Linked DNA regions of Sus scrofa: regions 1 and 2 are each linked to region 3. Evidence: chromatin contacts called from public Hi-C and promoter capture Hi-C data. All regions are on one chromosome and are shown on one strand. The core of a region is the stretch at or near the end of the contact, and the rest is flanking DNA. Distances in the headings are between cores, read along the strand shown. Region 1 holds the start of GLB1L (beta-galactosidase-1-like protein). Region 2 holds the start of ABCB6 (ATP-binding cassette sub-family B member 6, mitochondrial). Region 3 holds the start of IHH (indian hedgehog).

What was found. Promoter capture Hi-C pulls out the DNA fragments that hold promoters and counts their contacts. Hi-C and Micro-C count contacts between places; a contact is called where the count stands out from the background.
Region 1: a Hi-C map of liver shows a contact between it and region 3, with 2.0 times the contacts expected there. The contact joins the promoter of GLB1L here to the promoter of IHH in region 3. A contact is called at or near these places in 1 of 5 promoter capture datasets (liver) and 1 of 47 Hi-C or Micro-C datasets (liver).
Region 2: a contact with region 3 is called in a promoter capture Hi-C map of liver, with 3 times the contacts expected there. The contact joins the promoter of ABCB6 here to the promoter of IHH in region 3. A contact is called at or near these places in 1 of 5 promoter capture datasets (liver) and 1 of 47 Hi-C or Micro-C datasets (liver).

The regions. Positions count from the first base shown.
Region 1 is chr15:121,283,434-121,288,231 of Sscrofa11.1, reverse strand. It overlaps GLB1L (beta-galactosidase-1-like protein), which reads left to right and starts at 3,141. Exons shown (of 18, transcript XR_002339314.1): 1 at 3,141-3,381. It overlaps STK16 (serine/threonine-protein kinase 16), which reads right to left and starts at 3,167. Exons shown (of 9, transcript XM_013984521.2): 1 at 3,085-3,167; 2 at 2,537-2,726; 3 at 1,766-1,985; 4 at 1,384-1,517; 5 at 1,093-1,213; 6 at 884-979; 7 at 407-488; 8 at 368-404; 9 at 1-253. The coding sequence starts at 2,622. The coding sequence ends at 115.
Region 2 is chr15:121,251,898-121,256,392 of Sscrofa11.1, reverse strand. It overlaps ABCB6 (ATP-binding cassette sub-family B member 6, mitochondrial), which reads left to right and starts at 2,043. Exons shown (of 20, transcript XM_005672225.3): 1 at 2,043-2,173; 2 at 2,345-2,924; 3 at 3,252-3,389; 4 at 4,151-4,337. The coding sequence starts at 2,379. It overlaps ATG9A (autophagy related 9A), which reads left to right. Exons shown (of 14, transcript NM_001190275.1): 13 at 1-70; 14 at 1,937-2,038. The coding sequence ends at 2,038.
Region 3 is chr15:121,088,401-121,093,147 of Sscrofa11.1, reverse strand. IHH (indian hedgehog) reads left to right here and starts at 3,027. Exons shown (of 4, transcript NM_001244470.1): 1 at 3,027-3,568. The coding sequence starts at 3,257.

The DNA of each region.
Region 1 (4,798 bases), core at 1,892-4,391, 190 kb before region 3:
GCTGCCCCAACCACAAGAGAGGGGTCCTGGATAGAAAGGATGGAGACTCCACTGAGGGATGGAAGTTTCTCCCAAGGCACAGAGGCCACCTTCTCAACGCGGCCACTGGTTTGTTCAGATTTGGGTAGTGTGCTGGCCCTGAGCAGGAGGCTGCAGTGCCTCCAACTGACTCAGGAGGAAAGGAATGTGAGGGCGCTGCTGGGGGTCCACGGTCATCATCATGGTCAGCAGCTGCCGCAAAGCTGAGGAATGCCTGGAGGAGGAGGAGGGCAGGGTCAGGAGGGCAGCTGACCCCTGTTCTAGGGCTCCAGCCCCGCTAATGGCAGGGAGGAGTCTGAAGTGCTCACTGCCCCCCTTCACTGCTCACCTGGGGCTCTGCGGGACGCTGAGCTGGTTCTGCACGCAAGGGCCACGCTGTCACCCTTCTGGAACACCATGTCATAAGGGCCCTCCCCGAACATCATGGCATAGAGCACGCATCCTAGGGACTGAGCATAACTTGGTTATTCCTTGCACCAACAGAGTGATACCTCTCCTCTGAATTCTGCAGTGAAAGGAGACTACAATAGCTAAAAAGAATAACCGACCTCAGTCATGTGACACCACCAGGGCCCAGAGCAACTGCCAGTTAGCTGGAGGCCTCTGCAGCCCTGACACTTAGCGGTCCTCGCCCTGTTCAAAGGGCGGGATTATACCACTTCCTGAGCAACTGAGCACAGTCTCAGCGACAGTTCCCAGGAAGGAAGTCGAGGGGGGATGAGGACATACATGGTTCCTGGGCCCCTTGGAACCAACTAGAAACCAAAGACCTGCTCCTCAACTCCACAGTAGGTACAGAGCAGCACCCCTCCCCACCCCGAATTCCCACCCACATGCTCCTCACCCAGACATCAGTCCGCTCGTCGATGACACAGTGGCTCTGCACAGAAAAGAGCTCCGGGGCTCGGTAGGAGATGGTGCACCGCTGGGCTGCCCAGTCCTGGAACAGTGGCCCCAGAGCTCAAAAGGTGGGGCACAGGTCATGGTCATGTGACCAAACTGGGGCATTGCAGTTTGGGGAACAGGTGGGCAAAGGAACCTGGAGACTCTTACCTGCAGGGCCAGAGCCTGGCGGGAGCCCTCCACGTGGATGCACGCTTGATTCATGGAACCCAAGTCCATTAAAACCGGCTGCCCCTCATCTCCAAGCAAGATGTTTGTGGGCTTCAGGTCCCTGCAGGGAAGTGGAAATGATCTGTGAGCAGCCCTGGACGGGGAGGCTGGACTCCTAGGGGGGCAAAACAACCGTGAGGGCTGTCCCTTGGAGGAGTGCAGAGACCTCTCATTTCTCTTGATGAGGCTCTTCCTTTCTGCCCAGCAAGTACACGGGAGCCTCCCACTGACCTGTGGGCATAACCCTTGGCATGAATGGCCTCAAGGCCTCTGCAGATACCCAGCAACAGCCGAAGGATTTGCTCTTCAGTTAGGAAGTTGCCTTTGTCTTTCAGCTTTTCTATCTCATTCCACAGCGTGCCTCTCTGCAAAACAAGTTTCCCCACAGTTGAGGTTTTTGAGCCTCTGCTTCTTCAGCCTGATCCCTTCCCTATGCCAAAGACCATCAACCCTTTCACCGAACACCACACAGTCCCATCTGGGTCCCTTAAACCCCAAATCTGAAGTGGTCAAACCAGGACATGACCTCTGCTTCCAAATGTGCTTGACCGTCACAAAGCCCTTGGCAAGTGGCTCTGTTGCAACCCCCTCCATAGCCAGGAGACTTTCTGACCTTGAAGAAGGGCAGCAGCAGCCAGGCCTCATGTTTAGTGCCTCGCTCCCTCAGACAATAAGCCACAAGGCGAAGGATGTTGGGGTGATGGAAGAGGCGGTGCATGTCTGCTTCTCGTTGGGCCTCCTCCCGGTCCTGCTGCTCATGACACAGGATTCGCTTCAGGGCGTAGAACTGTCCATCACGTAACCCCTCCACTAGGTCCACATAGCTGAACCCACTGTCGGCCAAAGGGGTCAGTGAAGGACCATGGTCATCACCCATACTGCTTAAACCCAGAGGAATTCCCTGGGGAGAGGAGGGGAGTGTTGTTCCCATTTAGTAGCAACCTTCCCAAGGTGTGTCTCTAAAAAGAAGTCTGAGCTCAATAGCAGGGACAGTCATCTTTGTGGTCCTACGGTCTTAACACAGTGCTCTGCACAAGATAGATGCTCAATAAATATTAAATAAATCACAGTCAATATTTATCAAGTGCTATGAACCAAGCAGTAGGTGAGATGTTTGATATGCATGATCTAATTTAATCCTCACAGCCCTACCAGGGAAGCATAATTAGCTCTAATAAGCAGAGGAAAAAAACCACGGCTTATCAAGGTAATACATGGCGAATCTAGGAGGCCTGGCTCCACAATCCACTTTCTTGACCACCACGTAGCTGGGCTCTGTCAGGTGAGTTAGAGGCTAGAGAGAAAACCTTTATGCCCGGATCATGTGCACACTGATGTCCTTCAAATACCCTGGGGACCAGCAAAGTGATTTTCGAACACTCACCCCTCCCCCAGTTTCTGGATGAAGAGGTAGCGCTTATTGTCAATGATGACAGTTCCCCGAGAGCAGACACACAGTGCATGGCCCATAGTGTTTCAGTCATTCTCTTCAAGGACGGTCTGAGGCTGCCAAAGGGTTCGTCCAAGTTAAGTGGTCTTTTTCAGGCAAGGTGCTGGAGGTCCAGCGGATCATGCTGGAAGGAAAGGAATGGCGGGGTCGGGGGCCGGGTTCAATCCAGAAGACCCCCTGAAATGCCAACGTGGAGCGCTCAGGCCCAGGTCTCGGAACCTAGAGAAAACGCGCCCTGGCAGGGCACTCCAAGAAGCTGAGGCCAGGGGGCTTAAAGCAGGCCTTGCGCCGACTCCCAGGCCGCTTCCTCCCACCCCGGCCCACCTTTGGGCGGCCCCTATTCCCACGCCCGTCTGGCCTCAAAGGCAGGGACTAGGGTAGTTCCAGGCGGAGATGCGAGTCCCGTGCCCACCCCTTGCAGAACCCTCCCCAGGTCTTGGCGCGCAGAGCGCCCGGCGGGCAGGCCAGGAATCCCCACTAACCTGTGCTAAGCTGGGGGTGGGGAGCGTCAGGGACCGGAAGCATCGGTTACGTCATCAGTCCGCGCCGCCGTAACGGCCAGCGGTATCCTAGCAACCGCCTGGCACTCGGACGATGCGGGGGCGCAGAGCTGAGAGGCCAGGGGCTGGCTAGGCCTGCCGGAGGACGGGTCCCAGGACCCGGGTGAGGGTTCCACGCCTGGCCTTCAGTGGGGGTCAAGACGCGGACACCTACGCCAAAGGGGAGTAAAGCCGGGCTCGGCCCCGAGCCCCCAGGACCTCCATCTCCCAATGCCGGAGGTAGGAGGCCTCATACCTCCCGCGCTGGGTGACTGACTAGTGTCAAGCCCGGAGGGGGATGCTCAGAGGGGCGGGTGCTGGCGGCCTGGACCCCTGAACTCTGATCAGTACAACCTTGGGGCCTCTTGCCTGTATCCCATTACCATCGCCTCAGTGGTTAAGAGCTCAGGCTAAGGTCTGAATCTTGTCTTAATAGTCCACTAGTTGTGTGACCTGGATGAGTTAATTTAACCTCTCAGAGCCTCACTTTCCCTAACTGTAAAATAGGTATATAGTGCCTAAGGTTAAGTGCATGAACTGTGAGGCCAGAATGCCTTGTTGAAATCCCAGCTCTACTAAGCTAGTTGTATGACCTTGGACAGGCTACGTACTATTACTACCCCTCAGTCTCCTCATCAGTAAAATGGGAATGATAATAATCTACCTCACTGAGTTGTTTGAAGATTACAGGAGATGTAAAGTGCTTAGCACATATTTGATGCAGAGCCCTCAGTCGTGTCAATAAGCATAAATAATAGTTATTATTACTACCCCGATCCTCACATCCCAGGCTTGGGACTTTGAAGACATGAGTAGTGGAAATTCACAAATTTCCAAGCCTTGGAACCAAGCAGTTGTCCTTGATGTCTTGCCAAGTCAGGCAGGCAGGGATAGATTGGAAAGAGGAACACATGCACAAAAAGATAGGATGACCTGGATGGTTTCTTGCTGAAAGAGGACTTTCCAGGAGAAAGATCCCTCTTGTAACCTGGTCCCCTGACCCCTGCACATTCTGGGAAGATCTTCCTCTGGTTTCCCTCGATTCTGAACCTATTTTGGCCCCCTGGTTCTGACATTCATCTAAATTTAACATGCTCTATGGCAGGCCCTGTGCTAGAAGCAGAGGATTCAGGCTGGACAAGGCCCTCCCCACCCTCAGGGGCTCAGTGTAGTAGAGCACTACTTCTCAGTCTGGAATGTGCTCAGGAGCACCTGGAAATCTGGTTAAAATACAAGTTCTGTTTATGTGCTTCAATACAATTTATATTTTTAAATCAAAAACAAAAACGCTAGAGCTCCCATCGTGGCTCAGTGGTTAACAAATCGAACTAGGACCCATGAGGTTGAGGGTTCAATCCCTGGCCTTGCTCAGTGGGTTAAGGATCCGGTGTTGCCATGAGCTGTGGTGTAGGTTGCAGACTCGGCTTGGATCTGGCACTGCTGTGGCTGTGGCATAGGCTGGCAGCTACAGCTCCGGTTAGACCCCTAGCCTGGGAACCTCCGTATGCCGCAGGTACAGCCCTAGAAAAGACAAAACAAAACAAAACAATACAAATTCTGATTCTATAAGTCTGAGGTAGAATCTGAGACTCTTGAATTCCTAACAAGCTCCCAGGTGATGTTGATACAGCTGGTTCATGAACTGCACTTTGAGTAG
Region 2 (4,495 bases), core at 794-3,293, 160 kb before region 3:
AGCATCAAGGCACCCAGAGCCCGTGCCCGAAGAGGGCTCCGAGGATGAGCTTCCACCTCAGGTGCACAAGGTAAGGGTTCTAAGACTCGAGAATGACTGCCAGAAGTAGTCACTTCCAGGCTGGGGTCAGAGCGTCTCCTGAAGGAAGGCAGGCCTCCTGTGCGGAGACACTGCAGCTCCCCTCCAAACACTTCCCTTTGGAGTTCCCGTTGTGGCGCAGTGGTTAACGAATCCAACTAGGAATCATGAGGTTGCTGGTTCGATCCCCTGGCCTTGCTCAGTGGGTTAAGGATCCGGCGTTGCCGCGAGCTGTGGTGTAGGTCGCAGATGTGGCTCGGATCCCGCGTTGCTGTGGCTCTGGTGTAGGCCGGCAGCTACAGCTCCGATTCAACCCCTAGCCTGGGAACCTCCATATGCCGCGGGTGCAGCTCTAGAAAAGGCAAAAAAAAAAAAAGGCAAATACTTCCCTTTCCTTCCTCACCTGCTGTGAAATCCAGGACCTGATTGTTCCTTTTCTTCCCTCCCCAAGAATCCAGTTTTCCTGTTCCTTTATCTCAGGCTTCTCTTGTGGAAGCAGGTAACTGAAGACAATCTCTACTACCAAGGCTTTTCTCTCCACAGGTATAGACAAGGCTGAAGGGGGTCCCTATGCCCCAGGATGGAGGCACCGTTGCCCTGCCATCCCATCTGCCCGCCATGGAGGGCTCCTCAGAGTGTTGCCTGGCTCCACGCGTGTGGTGTTTGTGTGTCCGTGCCTGGCCAAGGGAGGTGCCAACACTGGGCTCGCCGAGAGATTGGGGGCCTAGGAATCAGGGCGCACAGGACTCTAGCCTCATCCCCAGGACCCCCCTTGGCTCAGAGTGTGGTGCTAGAAACTGGTCCCCAGCCCAGCCCCAGTACTGCCACCTTTGCACCCACCCTTGCAGATCTCCAGAGGACTGCCCACCACAGAAGCTGCCAAGCAGGGAGAACACGTGCCAACTGTGGAGTGGGGAGGAGGTTGGGCCTGGACCCTCGACCTCTATAGCCTCTCTTCCCCTACCCTGAACAGACGAGCAGCTCAGGCTGTGGCCCTTACCTCACCCCCAGTTCTCTCCCAGTGCTGCAGCCTGCTCACCTCTCCCCTGCTTCCCGCACATCACTGGCATGTGTGCCGCTTGTTCCTGCTTGTTCTCGTTCTGTTGGCTCGCTCCCCTTCTGTTAAGCTTTTGCTTTGCGTTGGTGTGGAGGCTCTCACTCCCAGCTCCCGTCACGCTATCTTTTGACACTAAGAAGGAAGGTTTACGAAATTGCAGGAGCGGGATGGAAATTCTTTGCTGCCCTCTCCAATGTTAGGATGGACCCCTGGGGGGGGGGGGACAGAGGCCTTCCTGGCCCCCCTGCTGCTTATGGTACCTCCCCACCACCTGCACATGGGACGGACAGGGCTGGAGTATGCCCTTGGTTATCTCCCAGGACGAGAGCTGTGGCCTGCATCCCGCTGTCCCCTAGAGGGGGATGGAGGGCGACAGGACTGCTTCGCCCAGGGCTTTGGGCTGCCGCATTGCATGCTGGGACCCAGCTCCTTGTGAAGTCCGCCTCACCCTTCACCCAGCTCCGTCCACTGCGAGTGAGCGGTGAACTACGCTGTCTAAATTCACGGTGGAACGGGGTGGGGACCGTGTATAGCTTGACAACCCTTAATAAAGAAGGGACTTTGACCTGGTCGCGTATTGTTGTCTCGTCCGCCCGGCTAGGGTTCTGGGGACAATGGGCATAGGGTGTGTGTGGCTCACCCAGGTGGCGGGGGGGCCAGGTCGGCCCTGCAGGAAAGCGGGCCTATGCGGTCGCTTGGATATACCGACCTAGTCGGAGAGCAGGAGAGCAGCTTCTAATCCACGGTTCGGTGGAGGTCAAGGACTCCGGCAGGACGTGCGGTCAGATTTCCCGCCCTGAGCACGTGACCATGCCGACTCCGCCCGTCTATTTTGCCTTCCCTGGCATGCACCATTTTCCCCCGCCCCTTCGGGGACACTCGGCCAATGGGGACCCTGAGTAGGGGCTGGGAGGGCGGGGCTGCCGCTGAAGAGAGCGGCTGGAGTGGAGCGCCGAACGTTCCTGCAGGCCGGCACTTGACCCGAGGGTCCCTGCCGCGAGCGAGGGGCAGACGGCTGCGACGGCGTACGTGCCCGGCGTGAGTGCGTGGCGGCGGCGCGTGCGCGACCTGAGTGGGTGGTGTGGCCGGGTCCACGTGCGTCCCTACCCTGCGACCCCAGCAGCTTAGCGCCGGGAGGCTCTATGACCCGAGATACCCGGGATTCCGCTCCCAGCCCCCAGCGGCCGATCCGGTTCTCCTGTCCCTTAGTCCCCGCAGCCCCTGCCGGAGGCCACGCATTACCATGGTGACTGTGGGTAACTACTGCGAGGCCGAAGGACCCGCGGGTCCGGTCTGGGTGAAAGGCCTCAGCCCCTGCTTCTTCTTCACGCTTGTGCCCTCAATGCTGATGGGCCTGGGGGCTCTGGCCTTGGTGCCGGTTCTTCCCTGCAAGCGTCCGGAGAGGCCTGATGGCGCCGATGCGGTGTCCTGGGCGGCCGGTCCTCGTGTCGCTCCCTACGTGCTGCAGCTGCTTCTGGCCACACTTCAGGTGGCGCTGCCCCTAGCCGGCCTCATTGGCCGGGTGGGCACTGCCCAGGATGCCCCACTGCCCGGCTACCTGTTGCTGGCTACTGTATTGGGAACTGTGGCCAGCGCCTGTGGCCTGGGGCTGCTTGTGACTGAGCGGAACCAGGCACGGCAGAAGCTGGCGATGGGCGTCTGGATCAAGTTCACGCACAGCCCGGGTCTCCTGCTCCTCTGGACAGTGGCTTTTGCAGCTGAAAACTTGGCCCTGGTGTCTTGGAACAGCCCACAGTGGTGGTGGGCAAGGGAGAACTTGAGCCAGCAGGTGAGGGACCTTGTGGTGGTAGGGGAGGCATGGCTAGCAGGGGCGGGGAAGAAGGACCACAATTCTGGTCACACTGGCTCCAGGCTTCCAATGCCTCTAAGGGAAGAAAGGAGGGGCCCGCCCTCCCTGCTGGGTGCTGGGAGCTGATAGCCAGCTGGTGGGGAGTGGCTGTGCTGAGTCACTGTGGATTTTTTTTAAAGCCTACTAGATGCTGGGGCCCTGAGGAGGACCTGGGTGTGTGCCCTACACCAGTCCCCAGCCCTGGTATAAGTAGTAACAATAGGATTTTGGCCTTACTTGATATTCTCCCCATGCGTTTAATTGTAGGTTCAGTTTAGCCTGTGGGTGCTGCGGTATGTGGTGTCTGGAGGGCTTTTTGTCCTGGGACTCTGGGCCCCTGGGCTTCGTCCCCACTCTTACGCCTTGCGGGTCAATGAAGAGGATCAAGACATAGAGAGGAGCCAGGTACACAGCAATTTCTGAACCTTAGGGTCCCTCTTAATTCCATTCCCTGTCATTTCTTCCCACCGTAATAAATTCTTTCCCAAATCTCAGTTTGTGCCCTGTTAACCTTTCTGACCTCATCAGGAATCACTTGTGGGTCTAAGTTACGTGGGAGCTGTAAGCCTCTATGTGTTCCCTGGGGGGTTTCTGGCTGGTGCGCTTCATTTTATTTATTTATTTATTTGGCTTTTTAGGGCCGCACCCATAGCATATGGAGGTTCCCAGGCTAGGGTCAAATCCTACGCCACAGCCACCGCAACATCAGATCGATCCAAGCCGTGTCTGCGACCTATACCACGGCTCACGGCAACACCAGATCCTTAACCCACTGAGCAAGGCTGGGGATCGCACCTGCAACCTCATGGTTACTAGTCAGATTCGTTTGTTTGTTTATTTATTTATTTATTTATTTATTTATTCATTTATTGCCTTTTCTAGGGCTGCTCCTGTGGCGCATGGAGGTTCCCAGGCTAGGGGTCTAATTGGAGCTGTAGCCACAGGCCTACACCAGAGCCACAGCAATGCGGGATCCGAGCCGCATCTGCAACCTACACCTCAGCTCACGGCAATGCCAGATCCTTAACCCACTGAGCAAGGCCAGGGATCGAACCCGCAAACCTCATGATTCCTAGTCAGATTTGTTAACCACTGAGCCACGACAGGAACTCCCTAGTGTGCTTCATTTTGATCTGAGCTCACCTCCCTGTGTCTCACCATCCTAGGTTCAGTCAACAGAGGGGCCACCACAGTCCACCTGGCGAGACCTTGGCCGGAAGCTCCGCCTACTGAGTGGCTACCTGTGGCCTCGAGGGAGTCCAGCTCTGCAGTTGGTTGTGCTCCTCTGCCTGGGGCTCATGGGGTTGGACCGAGGACTGAATGTGTTGGTCCCCATCTATTATAGGGACATAGGTGAGAGGGAGGAGGGGTGTCAGCTCGGCACTCTGCTCTTTCATTGGTCTGGTTGGTGGGGGGACCCTTACCTTGGGAGGTGAGACGGAGTCTGGGTAGCCAGTCAGAAAGAGGCTGTGGCCAGTGTCTGGGGCAGATTTTCCTGAAGAGAGTCCTAG
Region 3 (4,747 bases), core at 1,778-4,277:
GTGGCTCTGGCGTAGGCCGGTGGCTACAGCTCCGATTAGACTTCCAGCCTGGGAACCTCCATATGAGGCAGGAAGCGGCCCTAGAAAAGGCAAAAAGACAAAAAAAGAAAAAAAAAAGAAAGAAAAAAGAAAAAATTTGAGATTCACATCTTGAACAGCCATTGTGTCCTGAGAAAAGATTGTAGGCTTAGAGCCAAAAATCCCCAGGTTTAAGTCAGTCTTGACTATGGGACCACAGGCAAGTTACTTTACTTCTAGAGCTTTAGAGTATAATAATTGCTGTGCACAGAGAGCTATTGTGAAGATTTTACTACGTGCTTAAAGCACCTGTCATGGAGAAAAGACTAGATAAATATTAGCCCTCCACCTGACTCTCCTGGACACACCCTGATCACTGCTCCTAAGTTAGCCAGGCCAAGAAGGTCTAGACTTAGATTGGCACACAATCCAAACCCACGAGGTTGTACTGCTATGGAAGCGCCCCTGATGCTAAGCCATATTATCAGCACTGCCTAAGTAATTCTTATTTGACGTGGATCAGATCTTTACCAGAGATTTGTATTCAGCAGGATCACAGCTTAAGAGGAAAAATGAGAAGAAGAATGGTTAAGTTAATAACGGGTTATAAGGTAGACCCTCTGAGAGAAGCTCAAAGAAATTGTCTTTCACTTGGAGAAAAGAAGATTGAAAGGAACAACACTTCAACCATAACCCTTCAACCATAACACTTCAACCTTAACGGGGATAAATAAGTGGCTTAATGGCCTTACTCTCTAAGACAAGAAAAAGAGGAAAAAAGTTGAATTTGCATTAGAGAGGGAGGAAGAGAGAAAGAATGAATTTAAGGCAAAACTTCTCTAAAATATTATGATCAAACACTGGGATAGGTGACCATGGAAGCCTATGGGATTTTCTTTTTTAGACCTCCCCAAAACAGAGAGCCCCTGTTAGTCTGGGCTGCAAGAGGTACTAACCTAGCGAGGTAGTGTGTCCCAGAAATATAAGCAGGAGATGGGTGGGGAATATTGCAGGGCTAGTTCCCAAACCCGGGAAAACAAACCTTAAAGCAGCTTGGGAGCTTTCAAGGAAAAGAAGCAAAGTTAGAGTAATCTGTGACTGGGAGACCCAGAATCCAAATGCATATATAAGAATGAACATGGGGTGTGGGAGTACAGGCAAAGGGGAGTACAGGCAATGATCTATTTTGTCCCCAGGTGGCAGACTTCCCTCCTCCCTGGGGGAGACACCCTACCTTCCCCTCAGTGTCCTTTTCTGTCATAAGAAGTGCTTGGATTAAGCAAACCCTTCTGAGTCCCTTCCAATTCTGAAATAGTGTTTCAAATGGTGACATTGTGGACCAGAGGATGTGTGAGTACATCTTCGAAAGCATGTACCAATGCTTCAAACCCAGGCTGTACTGAATGCATGAGAGCTGCCCAGAGGGCCAATACCTCTGCAAGGGTGAGGGCTGGGGCTCTGGGGTCAGTTATGGGAGGTGGGGTTTGAATCCCTCAGCCTGGAGCAAGTTCCTTTACTTCTCTGAACTTCAAAATCTTCATTTGTGAAAGAGGGATGATAACGTTCCTTTGAAGTCATAAGTTTAAATTAGGTAATGCAAGTAGAATGCTTAGTATAATAAAATCTAATAGATTCCATGTATCAGGCACATAAAGGTCAAGAAAACAGTATCTATTGTGTTAGTATTCTTGAAATGAGAACTTTCTATTTCTCACCCTTTTATTTCCATCTCTATTGAATTTGTAGAAAATACTGCAACCAAATCAGATAGTTTGTGGTGCTGGTGGTGTTTGTTTTTAACACACTTGGCCTTTCTTGTTTTAACAGAATGAATCCTAATTCATCAGGTTTCCTGAATGGCATTAAAATACACCTGCAACTCATGATTACCTCTCTAGCTGCCTCCACGCATTCTCTTTGTCATTTGTAAAGTAGAACTGAGAGTAACTATTTAGCAGCTCTTGTGTGCGGGTCGGTGTCTTTGAATCTTTTTTGTTTGGTTTTGTTTGTTTGTTTCCATTCTTAATAAGCCCCTGCCCTGCGATCAATGCCTGCCCGGCTTAAACGTGGTCACTCGTGGTTCCTCCCGTATTCTCTTGGTGTCACCATTTAATCGCTCTTCTCTTCACCTTGGCCTGTTCCTTTGCAACTTCATCTTGCCCCCTTTAACAGTGTTTCCAACACAACCCCCCCCCCGTTTGATTCTTCATGAGGCTGGATGCCCCAACTCCCAGCTTCACACCGAGCGGCCGCAGGTTGTGCACCGGGCTGATACAGAATTCAGCTCCACCAAGCTGAGAGGGCGCGTCTCCTGGGTCAGGGTGGGGCACCAGGTTATGAGCGGCCTCCTGTCTTTTGGGTTTACTTCCCCGCAGGGGACACCGTAGGCGGCTATGCGGTCCGGCCACTGCCCCCCGCCCCTCGCGTCCGGCCGCGCCGTGGGTTGCGGTCTCTGTGGGGGTGGCAGCTCCCGTACGGGAGGTTTGCGCCTGGCGGGGCACCCCGGAGCCGCGGGGAGCCCAGAAGGGAGGCCAAGGTGGGGTGGGGCGCGTCCGGGCGGGGAGGGCGAACTCAGGCAGCGCAGGGGGCGCCGAGGGCAGCGGGCGGGCGGACGCGCGGCGGAGGAGCGAGAGGGACGAGGGCTGGCTAGTGCCGGGGCCGCCCGCCCGAGGGGGAGGAGGCTGTGCTGCCCTTGCCGCAGGTTTGCTGTCGAGCGCACAGGAGGCAGGGACATGGGTAGGGTGCGGTCTGCGCGGGGCCCGAGCCCGGATCTCTTCCATTTCCCTTCTCACTCGGCCCCGGGCTGCGCCACAGACGGCAGCAGCTCCCGCTCCGCCCCAGCCGCCTGACCGCCGGGCCGGGGTGCTAACCGCGGGGCCCGCCAGCCCGCCGGTCCGGCCAGCCCAGCCCAGCCCGGCGGCCCGCAGCCCCGCCGCCCCCCGCCGCCGCCGCGTTGCCAAAACAAACGGGCCGGCCTATTTATTGGCGGCCGGCGAGCCGGGCAGCTCAGAGTCGAGGCGCCGAGGGGGACAGCGCGCCGCCACCAGCCAGGGCCCCGGGCCCCCGCCCCGCACCTGAGTCCCGCCAGCCCTGCGCCACGCCGCGCAGCTCATGGCGCCCCCACCTGGAGCCCCCCGGAGCCACCCGGACGCCTGAGCCCTCGCAGCGCTCCCGTCGACTTGCCCACCCATCAGCCCACCAGGCGTCCTCGCCCGCCGCTCTCCCGGGCTTCCCGGCCATGTCTCCCGCCCGGCTCCGGCCCCGACTGCGGTTCTGCCTGCTGCTGCTGCTGCTGCTGGTGCCGGCGGCTCGGGGCTGCGGGCCGGGCCGGGTGGTGGGCAGTCGCCGGCGGCCTCCGCGCAAGCTCGTGCCGCTCGCGTACAAGCAGTTCAGCCCCAATGTGCCGGAGAAGACCCTGGGCGCCAGCGGGCGCTATGAAGGCAAGATCGCGCGCAGCTCGGAGCGCTTCAAGGAGCTCACCCCTAACTACAATCCCGATATCATCTTCAAGGACGAGGAGAACACCGGCGCCGACCGCCTCATGACCCAGGTGAGCGCGACCCGCCCTCGCAGGGCGCCTCCGCCGCCGAAGCACCGCCACCTGCCCGGCCCTACCCGCCCCCTGGCACCTTTCCTTGACTGGCTGGCACGCCCCCTGGCACCTGCCCCTCTCGCCAAGCCCGGATGCCTCCTGCCCAAGATGGGCCGGCCGGGGTCCCGGTGGAATGTTGGCACCCTCGAGCCCTCAGGAGGCTGTGAGAAGAGCTGCCCGCTGCCAAGCGCCACAGCCCAGCGGGTTGGCGGTGGCCCCTCTGCCCCGGAGCGCTGGCAGCTCAGGTCAGACGCAGCACCTGGAGGTACCTCTACCCGACTGCCTCCTGAGCCTCCAGGACGCACCTCCCGGGCTATCCTTGCGCACCTCTGCGCCCCTTTCATTTCGAGGCCTCGGCACCCCCCAAGGCGAAGAAGCTCCGGGCACGGAGGGCCTCCCCGGCCTTTCCTCCCCGCGCACTCTTGGTTCGCTGCGCTGCCCTCTCCTGGAGCAGCGTCCCGGCGGGGTCCGGGTTTAGGGAACAGCGGGGAATAGTAGAGCCAGGAGACGGAGGTGGGAAAGGGCGCTTGCCCGGCGAGCCCACGTGTCTGTCCCGAGAGCTGAGCGGCGCGGCTGCAGTTGAAGGTGGGGTGCCGGGCCTCCGGGTTCTGGAACCGAACTTGGGGATCCCTGGGTTTGGTGGCGGGGTTGGCTTGAAAGAGAGGGTCTGAGATGCGGGGCAGCCCCACAGCGGAGCTAGTCTGCTCGGAACAGGACCAGAACACGACCCAAGCGCCGGGGAAAGGGTGGGGTGGAGGTGGGGAACAAACTTTCTCCCCAGCAGCTGGGTTCGCAAGGGAAGTGACCTACGTGTCCCCTTCCTCAGTGGTCTCCCGGGGCTTCCACCGCAGGCTAGCAGCCCGTTTTCTAGGTGCTTTGGGAAGGACAGCTAGACTGCGGCCCTCAGCATGCGCCCTGGCGCCGGGGCTGGCTGGCCGGTGTCGGGGCGAAGGTTGGCTTGTGGCCGGGCCGGGCCGGGCGCCGAGGAATGCAGATAAGGATCCGGGCCACGGGCTGGGCAATCATTGACAGCGCGCGCCCGGGCTCTGGACCCGAGGAAAGGGGCGGGAGAGGGAGAGAGGGGCGGGGAGCAGGGGCCGCGGCGGGCGGATTAGGTGGGTGGGTGGTTAGAAGCCT